Regions from separate parts of the Oryctolagus cuniculus genome. Here region 2 is linked to region 1. The links are chromatin contacts, called in public Hi-C maps. All regions are on one chromosome and are shown on one strand. The core of a region is the stretch at or near the end of the contact, and the rest is flanking DNA. Distances in the headings are between cores, read along the strand shown. Region 1 has its middle 66 kb from the start of TRNAF-GAA. Region 2 holds the start of SPRY1 (sprouty RTK signaling antagonist 1).

The links. Hi-C and Micro-C count contacts between places; a contact is called where the count stands out from the background.
Region 2: a contact with region 1 is called in a Hi-C map of skin fibroblasts, with 4 times the contacts expected there. The contact joins the promoter of SPRY1 here to the enhancer-like site in region 1. A contact is called at or near these places in 3 of 6 Hi-C or Micro-C datasets (embryonic fibroblasts, skin fibroblasts and an unstated tissue).

The regions. Positions count from the first base shown.
Region 1 is chr8:40,626,817-40,631,346 of mOryCun1.1, reverse strand. No RefSeq gene overlaps it. Among named protein-coding and RNA genes, the nearest start is that of TRNAF-GAA, 66 kb to the left of the region's middle. Within about 2 kb of position 2,081, at least 1 of the 8 cell types and tissues checked has an H3K27ac peak or open chromatin away from gene starts, as enhancers often do.
Region 2 is chr8:41,316,239-41,320,677 of mOryCun1.1, reverse strand. SPRY1 (sprouty RTK signaling antagonist 1) reads left to right here and starts at 2,854. Exons shown (of 3, transcript XM_070047199.1): 1 at 2,854-2,984; 2 at 3,404-3,673.

The DNA.
Region 1 (4,530 bases), core at 832-3,331:
GAACAGTGGGAAATAGAGAAATAAGGGCTTGAAAGAGAAGAAAAAAAACAAGAAAAACACAATATTAGGCAACTTCAAAAAGTTCATGGAGAATTTAATTGAAAGGTAAGCTTGTTTTGGTATAAAAATCTCGAAAGCCATACTCAGCTTTTTCATAATATACATTTTCATGAACTTACATATAATGTATTTTAAAATATAATTACATATTATAACATAATTCTTGCTGCCATTCCAAACCATTAGAAACACCTCCAAATTTCATGTTATTGTTGAGTTTTTTGGTGTAAGTACAAAAGAGAAAGATTAAAATCCATTTTTTGCAGCTGAAAAGTTTTTTGAGTCATAACTAAAATCATTTAACATAAGAAAATCATCTGAGTGGGAAATAAGCATGTGAAGTCAGTTCTACACTTTCTCATGCCTGTCTTATGGAGAGAGTTGGTTTTTCTACAGAACCAAGAATGGAACTAGAAGCCACTTTTATCCAACATAAAATGTTGATTTTGTTGACATTTGCTAACATATATGTATAAATTTTGCCCTGCATGCTAATACATATGTATGTATGTATAATAAGCAGATGGTCTACAATGGTTCAACTTCTGAATTTTTTACTTTACGCTGATGCAAAACCCATACACATTCAGTAGCATTTGGACATTGAATTTTGATCTTTCCCCAACCTACTAATACGTGGTACAATACTCTGTTGGAAAGTGGGGTAGCAGCAGCAAATTGCAGCTTCCACTCAGTTGCACGACCATAAGGGTAACCAATTGCTACTCTGTTGTATGGTGTGTTGTAGTCAATGAATTACATGAGGTCTTCAGTATTTTATTATCAAATTGCTTTGTGTTGGTTGATCTTTCCCCACTCTAGGGGAATATGTGTTCTGAGCATGTTTAAGGTAGATTGAGCTAGGTTTAGGTTTAGTAAATTAAATGTATCAAGAGCAATTTTAACCGACAATATTTTCAATTATTATGAGTTTATCAGGTTGTAACCCCATCATGGGTGTGTGCGCGCTCTCTCTCCCCTCTCTCTCTCTCTCTCTCGCTGTGTGTCTGTGTGTGTGTAAAGAGGGATAGAAAAGAAGAACTGAAAAAAAATAACGTCTCATAAATAAGTCAATTGGGTTGGCTTTTGGTGCAGCAGTTAAAACATTGCTTGGAATGTCTGAATCCTGTCTCAGAGTGTCTGGGTTCAATATTCAGCTCTAGTGTCTGGTGCTGAGCAGGGTAGGCTAAGCTTCTGGCTGCAGCACTGGCATCCCACATGGACGTCGGTTCTTGTCCCTGTGGCTCCATTTCCAATCCAGCCCTTGGTGGCTAGTGATATTAAATATGTATACTGGCTCTTAGAAGTGAATTTCCTATGATATCATTTAGATCAAATATGCTCTCATCCCCAAGAAAAACAAGCCTTTCAAACATGAACATTTCCTGAATTATCCATCTATGTGCAAATAGGACATGGCTCCTACATGTATTACCATTACTTTTATAGATGTTTTTAAGCTCCTGAATTCTTTGCAAGTGCCAATTTCAACCCTCCCATTCTTCTTCAAAAGGGCATAGTTATAATTTAACTCAGTAAGGGTGTGAGATCTTTAATGCATTTTCCCAACATGGCTTACTGAACTTTAAGCCATTTTTATTCTGGTGCAAAATATAATCATTGAGCACCACACGTGCCCTGTACTGACTTTGAAATGAACTTCATATGAATTGTGTTGACTTTCCTGGAAATACGTTAGTGCAGAGATGCAACACGAGATTTCTTGTCAAACCACTTCTACAGGTGGATTTGAAACAAGTTGGGCACACTGACTCTGCTTCTCACTTGCTGAAATTCCTATCCCAAGTGCTTCCTTTGCTACTGCAAAGATGGAGGTGGAGGGTTCACAGATTTTATACCTGAGTCCAGGTTGCATAACTGGGCTGAAAAATATGGAGTAAGAGTGACCTTTAGTGGCCACTTGGAGTAATCACAAAGGGAAGTAATGTTATCTCCAGGGAATGAATGGACATTCTGCTTGCATGACTACTTAAAACAGAAATGTAATGAATTGGAATTGACTAACCATGAAACTTTTACTTGCCTTTGTATGTTACTCACATTCTAACACTCTGAGTCACTGTTCAGACAGCTGGAAAGGTGCAGTTTTAATTGGCAAATGGTAATCTAGTCACACCTCTTAATGTGACTTAGGAGCTTCAGTGCAAAAGTCTCCCACACAAATAGATTTGGAAATGTACCATTTAATTGAGGCAAAAACCCTTTGCACTCTATGGATTAATATAAGCCACCTGGTAATCTTTTGAACTTGAGAGCGAAGCAGTAGGGGAGGAGTCACTTTTTAGTATCACATCCGACCTGAGAAAAGGGAGACCCTCTCCCATTTAGAATGAAAGCCACTACTGATGGAAATTAACATGCGTAGAAGGTACATTTTTTTGTTGCTGTTGAGACACATCAGTGCCTAGTTCAGTAATTCCACCTTAAGATGTAGAGAACCTCTTCATAATGAAGGCATTTCACTCATTTTATAACGAAGGTATTATTTGCTTAAAGATTTCATTTTCTACAATCTATTGAAACCATGTGGCAGTGCTTATACCCCCATGAGAACTTTCAGCATTGTAAATAATCTGCACATTTGTATAAATGCTCTTCAAAACATTGTAAACTGATTTGTTATTCTAATTATTTAAGTTTTTTTTCTAGTGAAATCCATTATTGTATATGATGATAGATTTTCATATGAAGAGACATTAGTAATGCATTGCAACACATTCAAAGAGAATCAGAGTTTCTGAATTAGACTGGCCCATTCTCAAAATGCATGTCTTGGACAACACAAAGGATGGATGATAAAGCAATGCCATTAGGTGGAAAGGCCATCAGATTGAGCATAAGGAAACCCATACTACTTTTTAAATCTTAGTTGCGACTCTAGTTTTGTCAAATGAGGATATTAATTATAATAATTGATAATATAATTTACTTGAAATTATAAAATTATGCACATGTATATTATAAATTCCAGGTAATTATAATGTAAAAATCGAATACATCATTGACATTTATTGTAGATATGTCCTTTAAAATATATACACATAACATCATGTTGAGTGAAATAAGCCAGACACAGGAAGAGAAATACCACATGTTCTCTCTTATATGTGGGAGCCAACATTTAGAAAGAAACAAACAAACAAAGAATGAAGGAAGGAAGGCAGGCAGATAGACCTGTGTTATCAATATTGCTGCAAATACAATTTTGTGAAACTATATTTTATATGTTTATTTAATACCTTAACCAATTGTTAAGAGTGTTATATTATGATAGCTTTGATGATCTGTGGTTATGTTAAAATTTAATATATATGGATGAAATGGTCACTTTTCCATTCAATTATTGCCATTGTCTATATTCCCACAAGACTAGGGTATTTTTACTTTTTACTTGTTAAACATTATTTCATGAACTATTAAGTATTAAGCCTTAGTACTGTAATGTATATTTAAAATATATTTTATTATCTCAAATAGTAAAAGAAAGAAAGAAAGGGGGGGATGGGAGGATGGGAGAAAGGGGAGAGGAATGAATATCTCATATTCTAAGAATTAAATCTATGAAATATATTTAAAATATTTAATTTGTTAAAAACTAAAAATTAAAATTGAAAATAAAATACATATGCTTAAAAAGGATCTTCAAAAGGTTCATGGACAGTGCATACTATGAAAAGCTATCATAGATTATCTTTTAATTCCATTTTACATGAAATTTCTGAAAGATCCTCATATATTATTCATTATACTTGTAAATGTTCAACATGACATTTAAGAAGAAATCCAGAAGAAACAAAACAGTTATAGTATATATAAGAAAGCAGTGTGTAAGTTCAAACTATTAAATATTTATGTATATCTAAACATAACAACATGTTAATTCAAATCTTTTTTAGATTTATTTATTTATTTGAAAGGCAGAGTTACAGAGAGAAAGAGGCACAGAGAGAGAGAGAGAGAGAGAGAGGTCTTCCATTCTCTGGTTCAATCCCCAAATGTCTGAAATGGCCAGAGCTGGGCTAATCCAAAGCAAAGAGCCAGGAGCTTCTTCTAGGTCTCCCATGTGGGTGCAGGAGCCCAATGTCCTGGGCCATCTCCCTCTGCCTTTTCTGGCCATTTTATTCAAAGACAGGAATGTCTTTAATGAGAATACAAGGAAATAAATGAACTGTTTTGACTTTACCCTTTCCTTTAAAACATTTGGTGAGACTTGCTCCTATTTTAAGATTCTCACAATCTTTAAGACTCTTTTCTACTGCTTGGTCCACTGCCATCCAGCGTAATCTGGAGCAGCTGATCAAACTGGTTAAAGCTAGAAGTGTTTATTCTTACCACTGTAAATGTTTCAAAGGAGTTGAATATATCAAATATTAAAGTATACTAAAGTACCATGATCAAGTTACAGAGAAATGAGAAATAATTTCATATCTTTAGGAGTATAGATATCTC
Region 2 (4,439 bases), core at 1,605-4,104, 690 kb before region 1:
AAAATATTTCCTTCCCACTAATTATGTTTTTAGTTTTCAAGTATCTTTTAAAAGTCTCAATGGAACCTTAGATTTCATATAGTTGTTTTCATTATAGTATGTACTACATGATTCTGATAATGAATACCTAGATATATTATTTACAAGGAAGCAAAAAGCAAGTTTCTTGCCTATTTGCTTCCAGTGACACATAAAATTATTAACAATTATAAAACTTCTTGGTAAATTATTTCTATTTTAATTAATTGATTCTTAGCTGATTCTTAAAAATAGATAAGTTGGTGGGTTTTTTTTTGCAAAAATGATACAAATACATTACAAAGTGTAAGGAATTTGTTTTTTTTTTTTCTTCATGTGATTACTTTTTGGAAAATTGCATCACAAGCTAAAGGTAGAGCAATTACTTAAAAACTCACAGCAGGAAATTTCACCTCGTTCTATTAACATTTGCAACGAGTGCCACCTTTTGAAACTGAAGATTTCACTTCTTCCGAAGTTTTAAATAGGAACTGGAATGTCTCATTACCAACTATTTAATATCAATATACAGTCCCCTGTAGTTGATCAGAAGTGATGGCTTGGCATACAACTTTTTTCATCTTTTGTTGTTCACAGTTCTTTTCTAGTTCAACTCCAAGGGTGGAGTCCAGCAATTCTTCCACTTGCAGATGAGTAACGAAAGATTGATAGCTAAATTCGAATGCATTCCTTTCTGACAGACTGCATTTGCAGAATGTTTAGAGGCAATCCCGAAGCTTCAGAGGATGTTTATTGCACGAGTCAATAGGGCAACACCTCCAAGCTGGTACATACAAACGAAAGAGGAAACAGCAGTTGAGGAAATCCTGTTCCAGGTTTTCGGGCGGCCCGGGTGATTGACACATGATATCACTGGAGGCGTGTCCTGCCGTGGAGGTGGAGGTGGAGGCGAGGAGCTGAAATTCTGCGGAGCGGGAGTGGGTTCGCTCTGTAAAGCACGCACTGGTTTGCAGAGTGATAGCAGCAGACAGAGCTCCCTGCCCTGGATAAGGAACAGCTACAGACGCTGTACATGTGCCTGAAAAGCAATTTGCAATCTTTGCACTAGGTAAGAGCCGGTTCCTTCCTTTCCTTCCGTAGACATTTTAGGAACGGTAAGGTGAGAAATGTGGGCTTTTGCAAGGACTGAACAGGTCTTTGAACTCGCTTTAGAGCCAAGAGGACTGGTTGCATTTCAAAACACCAGCAGCCTTCCCACTGCTAAATGCTCTCAACGTAAATGCTGACACTAAACGAAAAAGCAGGGTCCCTTTCACTTTTTTTCCTAAACCGAAGAGTATCAAGTTTAAGGTCTGAGCGGTCGGACGCGTGAAACACAGGGCCGCTTATGCCGAAGAGGGGCTGGCACTCGGTATGCGGACCAACTGCGTGTTTGTTTAAGGCATTGTTGGCGACCGAAGCCCGAGAGAAGCTATGGTTTAAAACCTAAATTTCCCGTCCCTGTGTATTGCTTTCCAGTGCGCAGAGGCGTTGCTTGAACGTGGTCTGAACTCCCAGGCATTCCAAGGGGGCAAAAGCACTTGGGCAAAAACGTGCAAGTCTGCATGTTACTTGGGCTCGCCGCTGACACGCCGACCGTGCGCCGGCCTGTCAATCACGGGCAGCAGCAACAGGCGGCACATGGCAGCGGGCTGCGGGCGGCGGGCGAGAGCTGGCCAGCGGCCCGCCCCGCTCCCTCGGCCCGGCGGAGCGGGCGGCCCAGGGCCTGGGGAGAAAGGAAATTCATGAGTTTCTCTCTCTGAACCCTGTAGCGGGGATCCCGGCCGTGGACGCGCAGGGTCGGAGGACCGGGACTGAGCGCTCTCCGGGAGAGGCTGCCCGCGGACACACTGTGCCCCCCACTTGCCCGGCGTGCGGCACCGAGAAAGCGCCTCGGCCTGTGCGGGGGACAAGGGACGACGCCGGTCTCTGTTTTCTCTCTGAGAAGGACCCCCAAACTTCGCTCCTCCACAGCCCCCTCCCCAAAGCGGCAGACAACCCCCCTACTACCCCCCACCCGGCAGCGGCAGCCTCGCGGGCGCGTGCCCTCCGGGGTCCGGCCGGGGCCTGCCGCGGCTCCGCGACCCGCCCGCCCGACGCCTGTGCGAGCCCTGTCCCGGGCGCCGTGAAGTCTCGAACGCCCGTGACGTGGATTTTCACTCGTCAGGAGGCCGCCGCCCCTCCGTCCCTCCCCGCGAGGAGCGATTGGCACCCGAGAAGTACACTCTGGTCCGAGCACACCGTGCCAGTCAGCTGGCCCGTCACGCACTCTTCTCTCCGCCGCGCCCCTGCTCGCTTTTCTGAGACTCGGAGAGGCCTCCCGAAGGGACTCTGACTAGCTAGCTCTTGCCAGTCGGGCTGCAGAGGAACGGCCCCGAGGTGGATGGGACTGGAGCCGTGAGAGGTCTGCGCGCCCGGCCGAAGGCGAGCGGCCGCAGAACTGCTGTCCGCAGCCGGAAGGGGGCCGCGGGGAGCGCTCCTGCCCGGCTGCGGCGGGGGCGAGGGAGGCCGCGCGGGCCCACTCCTTGCAGCCTGGGCGATGCCTGCTCGTCCTGCGCGCCGCGGTTGATGCGGCGCGTGCACGACGCCGCCCGCACCGAGACCAGGGCCGGCTCGCTCGGCTTGGCTGCCCTCCAGCGCTTCGGCCTAGGTGAGTGCGCGGCGGCGGCCGCCCGCGGGCAGGCAGGCGGGCGGGCGGGCGGCGCGCGGGCGGGGCTTGCTCGGCGCGGCAGGTGCGGGGCTCCCGGACCGGAGGGGCAGGGCCGGGGAGGGCCGAGGCCGCGCGTCGCAGGCTCCGCCCGCCGCCCCTCGCGTCCTGGGGGCTGCGGCTCAGGGCGGTGGGGGCGGGGGAGCTCGGGGGTGGGCAGCCGGGGTGTGTGGGGGGGCGACCTTGCGCGGCCCAGGACAACGACGAGGCAGGGTCTTCCGGTGCTTAGTTGCTTGGAGCGGGTGTTGCCGTGGCCCAGGTTGTGGTCTCCACGCGAAAGATGGATTCGGGGGGCTTTCGTGGGGGTGTTTCCCTGGGTGGGGGGCAGGAGTGTCCTGGCTTGTGCCACCAGCGGGCTTTCTGCGGTGGAGTCCGCGCTCGGACGTGGGGTCGGGAAAGACCGTGTGCGCGCGCTCGTGGAGGGCGGTGAAGCCCCCCACCCCGGGACAGAACCCGCGTGCGCCGCGGAGCTTGTTTGGGGAGCGGCGGCGAGGCGAGGGGAGAGGGCACTGCCACTTTAACAGTGGGGAAGTCCGCCCTCCTGAGGTAATGGTAACCTCAGCCTCCTCCCGCCTCCTGCCGGAGCTAGAGGGAGAGAGAGAGAGAAAACTTGTTTTCATTCATAACTTTTTCCTTTTCCTTCCTCTGCGTCCACTATTTATTCCCCGCTCCTCTCAGCGCGGATTGCAGAGGGCGCAGCTCCACCGTCGTAACCGGGCAATGTGGCGGCGACGCTCCGCTGCGGCCCCTGCCCCGGCGCGCTCGGCCCCAGCGCTCCGCGACTGCGGCGTGTCCTTTAAAGTGTAGACGGACGCTCGCCTAGACGCCGGCCGCCGCGGGCTCGCTCGGAAGGCTCGGCGCGATTGGCCGGAACCCTCGGTGTCCTGCGCAGAGAGTGTGCTGGAGACCCCCGGGGACGCGGAGGATGTGACGGGATTGCCCGCACAGGTATGCCGCTTCGCCTCGCGGCTCCGGGGGCGCGTGTGCGCGCGCGGGCAGGGGCCGGGGGGCTTCCCCTTCGGGTGCCAGGCGGTAGATTTTGTTGGGGTTTTGTGCGTTTGGGAGAGTCGGGGTGGGATCTGGGCGACTTAGTCTCCCCGCCAGCGTGGACTTGGTTCCGGCCATCAGAATGAAAGTTGCGCGTGGTGGGGATGATAGGGCCCCTTTGCAGGACTCTTGGCACATTGAGAGCCCCCTCCCCGCCCCCCGTGCTCGCAAAGCTCTGGGCTGAGAAGTGGCGGTACTGGGCTGGAGGGAGGATTCGGAGCCTCCAGCAGCCCCCGGGGACCTCGGGACGGAAGGCGGCAGGCCGGGACCGTGCCGCTGGGCGCGCGCGGGGCGAGCGGCGTGAAGGCGCGGGACGCCGGCAGGGTACCGCACCGAGCGCGGGGCAGGGTCTCGGGGCGCCGGTGGCTGCCGGGAGTGCCCCGTGTTCTGCTCTGCTCCTTAAGCCGGCACGGAGTGTTTTGGCGCAGAGTCCTAGTGGAGAATGGGCAGGGTGTGTGTGTGTGTGTGTGTGTGTGTGTTTTCTTTTCATTCTTCCCGTTGGGTTGAATCTGTAGACTTGGAAGGTGTTTGTGTGAAAAATATTTTAGTTTGCCATTGATGAGAAGGGAAACGTTTTTATGCTTGGTAGGTTTTTTTTTTTTTAAATGAAGAATACATCATAAATTAGTAATCTACGACTTTTATGGAAACATAGATGTTTGTTTTT